Regions from separate parts of the Gossypium hirsutum genome. Here all the other regions are linked to region 1. Evidence: chromatin contacts called from public Hi-C data. All regions are on one chromosome and are shown on one strand. The core of a region is the stretch at or near the end of the contact, and the rest is flanking DNA. Distances in the headings are between cores, read along the strand shown.

What was found. A called contact is a pair of places that touch in the nucleus more often than the background predicts.
Region 2: a contact with region 1 is called in a Hi-C map of leaf, with 2.3 times the contacts expected there. The contact joins the promoter of LOC107952982 here to the promoter of LOC107953004 in region 1. A contact is called at or near these places in 2 of 34 Hi-C or Micro-C datasets (both in leaf).
Region 3: a Hi-C map of leaf shows a contact between it and region 1, with 2.1 times the contacts expected there. The contact joins the promoter of LOC107937034 here to the promoter of LOC107953004 in region 1. A contact is called at or near these places in 3 of 34 Hi-C or Micro-C datasets (all in leaf).

What each region holds. Positions count from the first base shown.
Region 1 is chrA07:29,136,022-29,140,922 of Gossypium_hirsutum_v2.1, reverse strand. LOC107953004 (RNA-binding protein 24-B) reads right to left here and starts at 2,470. Exons shown (of 6, transcript XM_016888229.2): 1 at 1,870-2,470; 2 at 1,644-1,773; 3 at 1,196-1,313; 4 at 996-1,032; 5 at 668-899; 6 at 1-541. The coding sequence starts at 2,085. The coding sequence ends at 324. LOC107953005 (60S acidic ribosomal protein P1) reads left to right here and starts at 2,535. Exons shown (of 4, transcript XM_016888231.2): 1 at 2,535-2,676; 2 at 2,831-2,910; 3 at 3,087-3,305; 4 at 3,408-3,634. The coding sequence starts at 2,839. The coding sequence ends at 3,461.
Region 2 is chrA07:29,764,167-29,769,067 of Gossypium_hirsutum_v2.1, reverse strand. It overlaps LOC107952982 (CDPK-related kinase 3), which reads right to left and starts at 2,975. Exons shown (of 12, transcript XM_016888199.2): 1 at 2,572-2,975; 2 at 1,724-2,390; 3 at 1-100. The coding sequence starts at 2,299.
Region 3 is chrA07:28,588,228-28,593,128 of Gossypium_hirsutum_v2.1, reverse strand. LOC107937034 (B3 domain-containing transcription factor NGA1) reads left to right here and starts at 2,123. Exons shown (of 4, transcript XR_005930610.1): 1 at 2,123-2,414; 2 at 2,511-3,714; 3 at 4,331-4,363; 4 at 4,499-4,901.

The DNA of each region.
Region 1 (4,901 bases), core at 1,221-3,720:
ATTCAGACTCTCCCTACTGTCCTATACCAAACATGTATGATGAATCGGTGACTCGAATAGATAATGAACTGTAAACAGTTAGTGGAGCGAGCTTTACATCTAAAATGCCCGTTCCATGAATGAACAACAATCCCCTACTAAAATTCTTTCAGTTCCATGTCTTGTTATGCTAGGTGGTCGGGCATGAAGCATCCTTCTTTTGACTCAAATAAACTTTGTTGTATTCGTTGTTATTCAATTGTTTCCGTTTACTCTCTACCTTTGCTTCCCTTTCAAAACATCATTGATTGTATTGTGAAAGACGCTGCATCCCTCAACAGAAATTAACTTGATGTTTTCTTTTCAGTAGGTGTCCCAGAAATTTGTGAAGGACCTGACTCCGATCCCACCACCCCAGTTGTTGCTATAGTTGCAGGGGGTAGTGATTCTGTAGTCGGTGATGTTGTTTTTGCCGTCTCCGATGACGACACAGTTGTTCTTGCTGCTGTCGTAGTTGCTGTAGTCGTTGTTGCTGTTGTCACAGTTGCTGTAGTTGTAGTTGCTGCAAAATTTGTCGGCAGACTTACTGTTGAATGTTGCATTAAAGTTGTCTTGCCATAGATATTATAAACCAAGAGAGAAAGTGACTGGACTATGTAAACATTCTCCGGATATGTAAAATCCTCACCTGTGGGAGTTATTGCCGAAGGCATTGAAGACGGAAGTGATAGGATCCCCTGCTGAGGCAAATAAGGATACTGTAGCATTTGGGGATATTGGACACCAAAACCATGAGCTTGGCTATTTTGTGCATATTGAGCATAAAATGGATAAAAATTATGAAACATTCCGGGTGTCATTGATGCTCCGGCAGTGTAGTAAGGTGAGAACTGTTGACCTCCATACAAACTATAATAGTTCTGCAAAACACCATCAAATTTAGCTAATCAAAGCAATGTCAAAGAAATTGTTGTTATTTTATTTCTAATTTTCAAGCTCTGTTTATAAACACTAACCAAAGGATAATTACTGTCTTGGGAGTATCCCGTATACCTGAAAGTAACCAAGCAGGGAATGAGGATGATGAAAGGAGATAAATGAAGCAATAAAGAGTACTAAAATGCATGTTAAAATAAGAAATGCCATTGAGGCTTAACCAGTTGGGATTCATGCAGGCAATGCCATTGAATTTCATTTCTAAAATAATTGAACTCACCCATAAGCAGAGTATGGAATGGAATATTGACTATTAGGTTGTTGGATGAATGTTGATGAGGAACCATGATAAACAGGCGATGCCATCAACCCAGGTGCTGGTCTAAACCGTCCAGCTCCTGCATTTATTGACTTCATCTTAAATTAAATTGTTTCATAACTCTAGTTTTTAGATCCACTTTTCAGTTTACCAGATCGCATTGACCAATATGAAATGTTTTCCCAATATGGTAAAAAACACATCTTCAGAATGAACAAAGGAAAAAAAAAGGAGGATTTTTTGATCCTTTGAAATATCATTATCAAACAATAACTTTCCTCACCCCAAATATTGAAGTGAATATTCGCCAGGACCATTTAACATATGCATAAAGAGTTGGTATTGAGATAAGGAAATGACATTTCAACAAGAACCAATACAATTAAAAAGAAAAAGAGAGAAAGAAAACCATGTTGTGGTGGTGGACGAGTCTTCTGTGCACCCAATGAAGCAAGATTGCAGTTCGCCCTCCTTCCATCAATGGTAGGAGACGGGTTTTGACATGCTCTCATGGCTGCATCTGGATCCTTAAATGAAACCTGGAAATGGAAAATAAGGATAATCACCTTCTAATTGTCATATGGAATGAATGATATGTATATATACATATTAAGGAAAGGGATGAATAAGCTTACAAAGCCATAGCCCTTGGATCTCCCAGTATTTTTATCTGTAATAACAACAGCTTCAATAATCTCTCCAAATTGCTCAAAATAACGCTTCATGGTATCTCTTTGAGTTTCCCAAGCCAATCCACCAACAAAGATTTTCGTAAAAGTTGTGTCATTGTACTGCCCTGCTCCTGGATTGTTGCTACCACCCACCATCTGAAATTGCCTTTGTTGAGACATGTAAAAAAACACAGAATAATCTCCCAAATAAAAAAGAGAAACAGAGATGAAAGAAAATGGCTAAGAATCCCACAAAAAAAAAAAAACAAAACAAACAACTACCCCAGAAGCCAAATATAGAGTGGTTAAAAAATGGAGAATTCTTTTTTTCAAAAAAAAAAAGTGAACTTTGATATTGGAGAGTCGTTTCTATGGAAGATCACATCAGTGATTAATCAAACCCAAAAGCCTTTTTTTAAAAAAAAAAAATCCCTTTGGCCTTCTTCAAGCACTCGTGCAATCGTGTATCATGTTTTTTTGTTTTCTCGGTGTTGTTTTTTCTTTCTTTTTTGTTGTTGTTGTTCGTTGTTTTAGCTGTTGTTTTTTTTCCTAATGTTATATAACTGCCACTTTTTTTACAGCCACGATAATTTTATTTTATTGTTTGGTTAAATGGGCCTCCGAAAACATAGGAGCCCAATTTACAGTTTCTTTTTTTCCCTTTAAAACCCTTTTCCTCAAAGTCATAGAGAAAACCCTAACAACATATTGATCTCAGAGCGGCGCTGCACAGCTTGCCGATAACCCATCACTCCTATATTCATCTTTCAGGTAAATTCGTTGATTTTTTTCCATTTCTTTTCTTGTTTGTTTCTTGGGAAATTTGAATTTCCTTTCTGTTCTTTTTTCGGTATTGATGTAAATCTTTACGTTGATTGTGTTTTAATTGCTTTATTTATTTATTTATTTGGTTTAATTCTAATAGCATAAACGATGTCTTCGGTTGGCGAAGCTGCTTGCTCTTATGCTGCTTTGATTCTCTATGATGATGGCATCCCCATCACCGTATCCTTTATGCAAATAATTTAGGGTTGTATGATTTATTATTTAATTTTTTTAATTCTTTGATAGGATTATTGGAAAATAGGAATTTGATTATTGTTGTTGAGAGATTCCCAATTTGTATGGGAACATAGGTATTTTTTTTTTTTGGGGGGGGGTTCTTTAACTGTCATTAATAGGCTGAGAAGATTGCCGCGCTAGTTAAAGCTGCCAATGTCTCTGTTGAGTCTTATTGGCCAAGCTTGTTTGCTAAGCTTTTTGAGAAGTGCGACATTGAGAATCTCATAACCAATGTTGGTGCTGCTGCTGGTGGTGCTCCGGTCGCTGCAGCTGCACCTGTTGCAGCTGCTGGTGGAGGCGGTGCTGCTGCTCCTGCTCCTGCAGAGGAAAAGAAGAAGGTGGAATTAAAAATTACGAATAAATAAGTGGATGTGATATCCTTGTCTCTATTATTTCCTTGCACCATTTATACTGATATGTGATTCTTTGGCTATTTGCAGGAGGAACCAGAGGAAGAGAGTGATGATGATATGGGATTCAGTTTGTTTGATTAGGAACTCCTTTTAGTGTGTGATTCAGCCGACTACGGGTTTAGCGTATTAAGTATGACACTAACTCTTTTGAGTTTTATTGATTTTGGTATTTTTCTCTTAATTAGAAGTGTTAATTTAAATGAAGTGACACTGATGAATGCTTCCTTTTTGAATTATAAGTTTGAATTTTCTTATTTATACAAGTATATTTGACCTTTTTTTTTTTGTTTCATTCTTCATTGAGTGTTGAATGGTATTTGCTTTATTCTTTTGCAATGCATGTTTTTGTGTTGGTTTTGATTGTTGGTTCATTATGCTTATAGATGACATCTCTTGATTTGATCCAACTGAAATTATCAGTTGTTGGGAATAGCTATTTGATACGAAGAAATAAACTGTAGTGAATTTCTATATTATCTATTGTAGAGTGGAAAAGTAGGACGAGAAGAAAAAGAGTAGTAAAATGGAAGGGCAGAAAGAAAGAACCGAAAAGCTGAAAGACAATATTTTTCAAATTTTGTTTTCTTTTAATCATATGTTCATTTTGTATTTTTCTACTTTTTCAACTTTCCATCTTTACGATTTTCTTCACCAATATTTCATTCTGATTCTTTCTGGATATTCCTTTAAAAAATACATAAATTTGCTGGATATTACACGCAAAATCTTTTGATTTTAAGTGCTAATCAGAATGATTAGTTATGCAGATCATGGAACCTCTCCAGCAGTTGGATCAAAATCATTTTGGATCCAGCTTTACCCTATACCCGAAACTCGTTTATAGTATAAAAGTGACTTTTAATTGCCAATCACACCATTGATTTAGTACTAGATTGATAGGCATGAAGTTCATGTTTAGACGTTTATGTATATAAATTCCTTCAAACATTTCCATTATAGTTTAATTGGGTCGTTGCATTATGAGGTCACCACCGATGCGGGTTCATTTTGCAAAGACCACACAAAACAGACACCTGAAACAAGTAGAAGCGAAGCGTATTTATCCTGGTCCTTCCTGTAACATGGCCAATTGGGCATCAATTCTCGCAATCTACCTGAATATATGGAGCGTCAGACATCTGTAATATGTTTCAATCATGTAACCATGGAAATGAAGCTAAAAGGGAACACAAGGAAAGCACCGAACCAATGCGTTATAGAACATGAAGATTGAACGGAGATATGACCAGAAATATCTTGCATATCAAGTGTTAAGTTGGCCAATATAGAAAGTGAGGAGAATTATTGGTACCAAGTTACTATATCTCTGTTTCCAACTTGCAAGTAATCGCTGATCAGAACGCTGAAGTCATGAACCCTCTGCCAAGCTGCAGTGAAGGTTGCGATAAAATTAGATACACCGGATACAAAAACAACTAAAACGGATAATATAGATGTCACATATATACATATAAAATTGAAAGTGGTCAAATACGGTCAAGATTAATTGGACTTCAATTA
Region 2 (4,901 bases), core at 1,726-4,225, 630 kb before region 1:
CACATGCATCATAAAATTTGACTAGATGCTTATGTCCTGATAGTGCTTTTAAAATTTTCACCTCCCTTCGAACGTCTTCAATTGATATTGCTGTTGTCATCTGTCAAATAAATGAGGTTAAGAAGCAGCAGGTGGAATCAACATTTCATTCTTTCCTATTTTTTCCCTTGGGGAATAAGAGTGTAACCCCTCAGATAAAGGACCAGGGATTTGAGCCAAGTCCTGTGGAAGCTCATATAAAGGGAGACGGGAACCACAAAGTAAACCCAAGACCAATCAACACATTGTAATCACAAATACTGAGAACTTAGCATTTAAAAGAAAACCAAAAAGGGAAAAATTATAGTTTAGATAGGAAAAATTAACAAGAAGCATAATGCAGACAAGAAAACAGCTCTTTGCCTAACTTAAGAGAAAAGGAAAGACAAACTAAAATCATTCTCAGTCAGAAATTTAGAAAGAAATTGCTTTGAAATGAAATAAGGTAAAACAAGGTTGCTAATGGCTGCACGCAAGCTCAATCACCCACAAAAACTTGATACACACACATAGGGGAAATTCATTAAAAGAAATGACAACTATAAAACACGTCTGTAACACTTAAGAGGATTTTAAAATTTAAGATGGCCGCATGGTCTGAATAGCAACTAAATGAAGCTCCAAATTCCTCCCTAAAGAATATTTGGAAAATATTAACAGCCACTAGCATATTTTTGTATGTAGTTGGCCACAAATGGTAGAAACAATTGTATCACAAAATATTCTTTCTATATATGTTTTACTATAATTCTTAGATTCTTTGTAAAGTTTTTCCTATTCAGCAATTCAATAACAGAAATATTTGTGAATGTATATAGTCTAGACAGGGTCTCAGAGATTGGAAGTGCTAATAGGGAAATCACACAACCTAGTCTTGTCTTATCGTGAATATATTTCCTCTTTGAAAAACATGACAGGCACAAGCCCAAGACAATGTCTCCCAAATATACAGCATCAACAATTGAATAATTCATAGGTCAGGACACTGAAGTCATACTCGGCAACGCGTGGACACCAAAAATCTCTCAGTGCAAAACAATATCTGGATTCCCACCTAGTTTTTATTGCGGTTGATGTGGCTATGGTCACATTTGCATTTAAGACTAGATGCAACAACTCAGTAGCAAAATACCCTGTATTATTGCTAGAAACCCAAGATAACTATCAAATAAAAGACAAGTATACCTTTGTCTTCTTCCAGTCTTCTAGAACAACAATCATAATCACACTTCCCCCTAGAGAAAATAAAAATGAAATGGCTAATCAATGCAAGAGGTATCCTTTTAAGCCTTGTATGTCTCGAATAGCTCATGTAACAGCCAAATATCAATGATAAGCGAAGTTGGCAGGGGCCAAGTCGTAAACATGATTATTCTAGAATTATGTCCGGCTTATGTAACTTACCTTCTTCAAGAAAGACATAATCGGCCGAGTTTAGTTGAATCGAGGAAAACAAACATCTATGAGGTGTTTGGAATGCATAATAAACAGCTATGCCATCGATCAATAACTAAAGGTCCTTCTCTTAAGACTATTTTAATGAAATCCAATTTTAAGAACAATACCTCCAGAAAGAAGCTCCAACATTAAGAAAATAATCTAAATATCTCAAAAGTTAAAAAAATTATTTAGCAATTAGCATGAACAGGGTAAGAATATCATAGAAATGGAGTGAAGAGAATACCTTAGCTTTTGAGATGATCTTAACAGCAAGGGGTTGATCCTTAAGGTCACCCTTTTTACCTCTAGCAGAGCAAGTGTGACCAAAATGCCCTCGTCCTATTTCTTTTCCAAGTTCATACTTAGCTCCAAAATTCTTGCCATAACCAAAGCTCTTATCCAACACTTGCTCCGGCTCAGTTCCAGGATCCTCAGGGATCGGTCCTTCCTTTGGCTTCCCGCCAAGACGCTTCAACAGCGACGCTTTTATGTGTTTGGCCGGCGAAGGCGGCGGGAACGGGCGCCGGAAGAATCTCCTAGGCGTGGAACCCCTTGAAGCCCTGGCCGGAGAAGGGGATACACCCGGTGGAAGCGGACTGGCAGTCACCCCGTGGGGGTAAGGGCTGGGCCATGGACTCTGGCTGGATGACCTAGCTGGAGTATTCTTAACTGATTGAAAATAATTAACAGCGCCGTTACTGGATTGCAGTGGCGTTTGCCCCCCAGGATCGGCTGGAATCACCTCTGTGACTGTTGTGGTAGCATTTGACGTCGTTTCATTTACTTGCGTTTGACTAACTTTACCGTAACATTGCCCCATCTAAAGTCCCTACCGATCACAACAAAGTCAAAAGTCTACACATCGGACGGTTCCAGCATCCTTCCCTCCTGATCTGATTATGACAAGAGATCTGATGAGATAGAATTTTGAGTGAGATATGGAAGGAAAAAGAAAAACCCAGAGAGTGAAGCAAAGAGAAAGGAGAAGTAGGATAGGCTGTGGAAGCAAATTCTATTATTTATTTATTTATTTATTTTTTAAAAGAAGAAGAAGAAATGTTTGAGGAGTAATTTGGAATTAGAGACACTGACTGAATCAAAGTGTTTTCCTTTATTTCCCCAAAATGGGAGGGAATTCTTTCTTTCTTACTTTTTTCTCTGCGAGTTCTTGGAATACAGTAGTAAAGAATGATTACTAAAACACCCCCGCATGTCATCTGACGAATCAACACCGCCAAGGTTGTGGATCAAAACACGCTAACTTCACTCATTACTTTTCGTCTTAGATTGAAACTGAGATTTAAGTAAGAAAAAAAAAGAGGCTCTCTTTCTTTCATAACCAATATTATAAAGGCTTTTAGTTAAACCCAAAAGGAAAACAACAAACGAGGACAGCGTAATTGAAGCAACTGCTCTCCCTGGCCGTATTGTAAGTGTTTACCAACATTAAGGCTCTACTTATTTACTCCAACATAATTATATGACCTGTAATCCAGGCTACATTTTTGGAGGATTTCTGTCGAGATTTCACGGCATATTTATAAAATTAAATAAATACATTGCCACCCACGTGTCTCAATCAAACAGGAGACTATTCAACCACCATTATTTTCCTCACCTAATCCCCAACACTTTGCCTTTTACTTGCATCCTGCAACACCACACTTCTTCAATTATAATATTTAGTTAAATTGTGTAGATTTAGTTCATGTATTTTTTAAAATTTAAATTTTTATTTTTGACTTAAACAATAATTTTTAAATTTAATTTTTTTGTGTAAAAATAATAAATTAATATAATAATATTATGTAATAATATATTTATCACGTCATATTTTAAAATTAATAAAATTCAACTTAATGAATTTATTAATTTAATAGTTTAATGACGACTAAAACTTTAAAATTCATAAAAATACATTATTTCACCATTTCTTTAACAGTGGGTTATATATGTACGATAACTTACCTCAGCTTTTAGATAATTGTTAAAAAGTGTTGACTTCCCAAGTTTTTTGCTAAATTCCTAAGTAAGCCCTTAATATTTTTATTAATTTATAGAGTATATTTACATACGTTAAAATAAATTGAATGGGCTCCCTCAAAATAAATTCCATACTTTTTATTTATAACTTAAATTATGTGTTATGGATTAAAAATAACAAAATGCTACTAATCAATCTTTATTTTTAAACACTTGGAATGAATTAATCATCATATCAAGTTATAATAACTGAAATTAAAAAAAATTTAGAGAATTTAATTGAAAATGTTATAGCAAGAACATGTTTCATGAAATTATTATTTTTTAGATATTGTGATTGATCCTCAAAACTAAATGTGAAAACTCGTCATTGAATTATATATTTCAAAGTTTCTCAAGAAAAAGATTGTTGTTTGTTCCTATAATTATCATATTTAAAAAGTGTTAATTGTCTTATAGTTATTTTTTATCATTACTAATTAAAAAAAGAAAAGAAAGCGCGATAAAATTACCTAAATTTGAACTTTAACCATTGGTACCAACATTCGACAACTTTCTTGTTCAAACTGCTATTCCCACACATTAAAATTACTCATACATTTATGCACTAAAGTTGAGTTGGGCCAGTCTAATTTTTCCTAATTAATACGCTGAGTCATGAAGGAGACACATTAGCATAACATTGGCCAGACATGAAAGGGAGAAATAGGTTAAATTTAATAAGCATGGGATGGGCTTTGGTTTTCCTTCCATTGTTTATGGTGACGAGGAAATTGGATAAATGTTTCAAAGTCGCTGTTTAAAAGGCACCCGTCGATGGGAACCCTCCGTTAGGTAATTGAAACCCGACTAGTCACTCTACTTAGTTGGGCCTCGATTCACGACACTTCACCAAAACCAAGACCAACATTTTTATTACCTTGGTTTCTCAATATTTCATGCCTTTCTTTTCTTTCGAAGGAAATATGGTTGAATAATTTCATGAATTTATACAAGGTAAATTATACTATTAATCACTAAATGACAGGTAAGTTTTCATTTTGATCATTTAACTAAAAAAGATTACAATTTAGTTTTTAAATTATTCAAAAGTTTTTATTTAAGTCATTGAATTGTTAATTTCTTTTTTTTTTAAAGAGTTTTACTAGTGACCTTCTAACGAAGATTTGACAATCGGTATGGTGAATCAGTACCCATTGAAGAGTAGAAGAACATACCTTAAATCCAAGTCAATTTGATAGTTAGTATCGAATATCAGAGAAAAAAGTTATTTGAATTTTGGTTCACAAATTTTGACGTCCAAAGTTGTTTCATAGTGTTATACATTGATGATCAGCAACCCGAGTCCTAGATAGGATCTGGGTTACCTACCATGACCTGGATAGGTCCCACCAGATGGTTGAGTGTGAGGCGAACCGTGAAAGGACAACAAAGGGAGT
Region 3 (4,901 bases), core at 874-3,373, 550 kb after region 1:
GTTTTCATATTTTGGTAATTGTTTTCTGTTTGTCTTATCCAAATTGTTAGATTAATTTATCTATTAATTGAAGAATGAGAGATGGAATAAGGATGATATCGATATTTAGGCATTGTTTGATTATCCATTAAAAAAATTTTCTCAATTAAAAATTAATATCATTAGTGGTTTAATTTTTTAAAATACATCTCTAATAAATATAATTTTTAATGAAAATGTGTGAAAAATTATAAGTAAATAAGGAGCTAATATTTTATTTTTTAACATTATCCTTTAATTATTTTACATTTAAAATCACATTTATCCAACAAGCTAATCATATTCGGTACTTAATTTTAAAAAAAATTATCTAACATATTTTATAAACTAAATTCAATACTTAATTTTTTGACATTTAAATTTTTTAGTTTATTAAACATCTTATTAAGTTTAAAATATCACAAAATTAAAAGGGCATTTTAATAGTGGCATAAAGATAAATTCAATGCACAATGTTTACATTTTCTAACAATTTGGTCATTAATATTTTTTAAGTTAAATTTTACCGTTAACCTTTGAAAAATAGTTTATTTACTTTTCTTTTACAAAAATGTTAATTAAAATATTAATTTTTTTTAACAATGTAAGTGTGACAGTCTATGTACACTTCATGATAACTTAACGCTATTTTCTTATATGTTAAATCAATAAATAATTTAAAAATTATAAAATATTCCAAAAAGAAAAAGAAAAATCTCATAAAAATTCAAAAGAAAAAGCATGAAGTGCATGTAAATGGTTGGTTGCCATTTTTAAAAAAATTATCATTTTAATTATAAAAACATAAATTTAACTCTTTTTCAAAAATTAATATTTTTTAAAAGTTAAAAGCTAAAATTAATTAAAAAAATAAAAAACTAAATTAAAACGTAATATCATTAATAAAAAGAATTGGGTTGGATTCGGTCCTAAATTTGATATTCCAAAAGAAAAGTTTATGGTTGTAGGCAAGATATTTGTAATTGATAAGTTTAAAAATTGAATGTAAACATGGTGGTAAAACTGTTTTTCCCCTTTCTTTTGCAGGAGCAGATAGAGCAGCAGCAGAAGCAGCACACAATGAATGACCAAAAGTCAAAAACTTATTGATACCTAACTAAAACATGCTCTCTTTCTAACTGGCTGGGATGAAATTATTTAAAAGTAAACAATACCAAACAGCATCCACAATAATAAATCATAATAATGATGGATCAAATGGGAAATGACATTCCTAGGCTAACTTTTATCATTACAATCCTGATTTTGGGACTTAAAAATACCATCACACCAACTGGTGATTTGGGTCATTTTGCAGAGAGGATAATGGAAAAAATATAAAACCAAAATTTATGAAAAGGACAAGCTCACATGAGTCGAACCTTATCATTCATGGGCCCCTGCCTTTGCAGTATGTATTTACCCCAAATCTCTTTTAATATTACTATTCTTGTGCAACTGTAATTAAACTCTTGCCTCTTTTTTACCATTGCTTAAAACCTCAATCCTTGGTGCATCTAAAATTTCACATTTTTGCTTTCTTTTTAATTTAATAATTAAACTTTAATTGCGGTAACTTAAAACCATGCAACTCCGGATTCAGACTTTACAACTATAAACTCATATTTTTTTATTTGCTTATTTGATTTTTTGCACACATAATACTAGTTACAATAAAGACAAATAAAATATTAAAAGAGGTGAAAATTAAATTATAAATTCTTAAAAATTGAAATATAATTTTATATTTTTTTTAAAAAAATCATTTTGGGAAAAAATCCTTTGCCTACCCCTTACATTTGATCAAATCTTTCTTATTTTAAGAAAGTTGGATGATTCAGTTATTAAATCAACAAAGTAAAATTTTAAATTTTAGATGTGAATTCTAGTTCATAATTTAATAAAATTATTTGATAATATAGCCCGCATTAAAACAAAAAAACTTATAATTTCAGTATGAAAATAATATGTATGTGAAGTAATTCCATGTAATTATTGTACTACACTCTCTTTTAATATGGTAATAATTTAATTTACTAGTTACTACACTCTCTTTTATAAACCAAAAACGGAAATAGAAATAGGAAAATGTGGTAAATATTTACATAAAATGAAGCTTAGGGGGAGTCAGCAAAAGAAAAAAGAAGAAAAAAAAGCTTAGGTCAACCACGAGCACACAACTCTTTGCTGTTGATTCTCCCATGGCTTTAATTTGTCTCGCTTAGGGTTCTTTTTTTCTTTCAGTGTGGGTGTGTTTTGTTTCTGGGTCAAAGATGAAGGCACCGACCCTCGGTTGGTTTTTGTACTGAGAGGACCTGTCTTTTGCTTCCTTCGGTCCTCAAGGATTTAGAAGAAAGAAAATCACACCTTCCAAGAAATCAGTATTTGTAAGCCAGGTCTTGTTTTCTTTCTAATTTTCTTTTCTTTTTCCTTTTCGTTCCTGCCCAACCACCATTTTGCAACAACTTATTGTTCATATCATCTGGTTTTAGTGTGATTAAAAGAAGGAGAAAAAAAAAGTAAATTTTGGTGGTGGATGTGGGTCATCATTATGAACATGGGTATTCTAATAATTAAGGAGAGGAAGTGATAAGAGAAATTCCCAGCAAGTTGCCAGTTTCATCCTCTTCTTCTGCTATCAATTTGTGACAAGGACCTTGAGATGATGGACTTGTCACTTGGGAGCTGCAATAACATTGAAGAATCAAATACTGGAAGTAGCAGGTGTATTGAGAAAGAATATATGTTTGATAAAGTTGTAACACCGAGTGATGTAGGCAAGCTGAACCGCCTGGTAATACCGAAGCAACATGCGGAGAAGTACTTCCCTCTCGACTCTTTATCGAATGAGAAAGGGTTGTTGTTGAATTTTGAAGATCGGAACGGCAAGTCGTGGCGGTTCCGGTACTCATACTGGAATAGCAGCCAGAGTTATGTGATGACCAAAGGGTGGAGCCGTTTCGTCAAGGAGAAGAAGCTTGATGCGGGTGACATCGTATCGTTTCAAAGGGGTGTTGGGGAGTCCGGGAAAGACCGGTTGTACATTGATTGGAGGCGGAGGCCTAATGCACCCGATCCAACGTCCTTTGCACATTTTCAGATGCAAAATCAGTTCAACTTTCCTCAGTCAGTCCGGTGGGGGGGTGGAATCTACTCGCTGCCTCAAAGCTATGAGCCTTTGCATCGCTTGAATTACAGCATATATCCTTATAACCATCATCATCAACGACAGCAACAGCAACAGCTACAGCAGCAGCAACATCAGGCAATTACTTACGGTAATGTGGCGCAGTCGCAGTACTATCTAAGGTCATCATCATCTGGGTCATACCACCATCATCATCATCACCAACCTCAGCAAATTGGGGCAATGCAAGAAGGAAGAGTGGAGCCAATGGTGATCGAGTCAGTACCAGTTGTTCAGGGTAATAAAACAGCGGCTAAAAGACTAAGGTTGTTTGGAGTGAACATGGAGTGTCCTACTCCTACAACAGATGAATCTTCCTCGAGTTCTCCTCATGCCACTATAGTTTCTGATCATGATTCTCCTTATTTCCCTTCCTCTTCTCTCCAATCAAGATTGTCCAATAATAACACCCCATTCCCACTCTCCAGAATGCAAGCTGAGTATTCAAAGAAGGGAAAATCTTCCTTGTCCTTTGATTTGGATCTATGATCGATGATGATCAAATCACAGTGAGTGAAGGGTTCCATTTTCTCTTTTTTTCTTGCTTTGCCATCAAACTTGCGACAGGCAGTACTGGATTTAGGAAAGAGGGTTGAAAAGATATTGAAGATAAGTTTTTTTTTAGCAATCCAAGTTATCTTTTTTTCTTTTTAATATTGTGTTAGTACATGAGTTAGTTGAGGTTTGGGATCTGTGAAGAGCTAAAGATGAAAGGTGCAAAATATGGAGTTGAAAATTGTGTATAACACTTATACAGATATATCAGCATATTCCCAACTTGTTTATTATTTTATATTTTTCCATTACTAGGCCCTGGCCTTTCCAATCTGCATCCCCGGATTTGCCCCAGTTTGTTTGATATATATATACGCTTATATATGTATATATTATTTGTTGCTCTCTTGTTTAGTTATCTTATGATCATCTGTATACTCTCTCTCCCTTCCTTAACCCTGACTGGTAATGCATGGTAGGTGTTGTATGTGTGTATATATATAGCCTTAAAAAAAGAAATTTATTTAATTTCCATTTTCTCCTATCTCTTTTGTTACTCCATGTTAGGTTAATAGTATGTATATTTACTTGGCTTGTTGCTGCTGAACAACTAAGGTGCAGGCATTGCAGGTACTGCACAGAAAAGTTGCAGCACTGGAAAAGGTATTATCTGTATTCTTATTGATAGTTTTTGAAAATTTTTCTACATATATATGTATATCATCACACTTCCCATTTGTTTGCCAGTTAGAAATTTCCTTGACTTCTTGGTAATTCGTGTATACCTTCCCTTTACAGCCATGATCAGATGATCTTGTCTGGACTGCTACACACAAAAAAGTTCTCTTGTGTTAAAAGAGGGTTCAGATTCCCCCAACTGATGGGTCTATTGAGACTGGACTTCATCCAATACTTGTAAGATTTCATATTATATAATATATATATTGGCATCAAATATTGTCAGTGCATTTAATAAGGTATTAATTAAAGCTCCAGGCTAAAGAGTCTTTATGTATGGTTAAATTACTTATATAGGAGCGTATCTTTTACATAGGTTCTTATTGGTAAAATTCCCATTTTAACTAGTACATAATTACAGATTTCCCCAGAAATGAGGGACGAGAAAACATTGATTTGCAGCATCAGGTACTCCAGGTTACTAGGAAATTTTAATTAACATAGTAATATGACATTAAGAGTG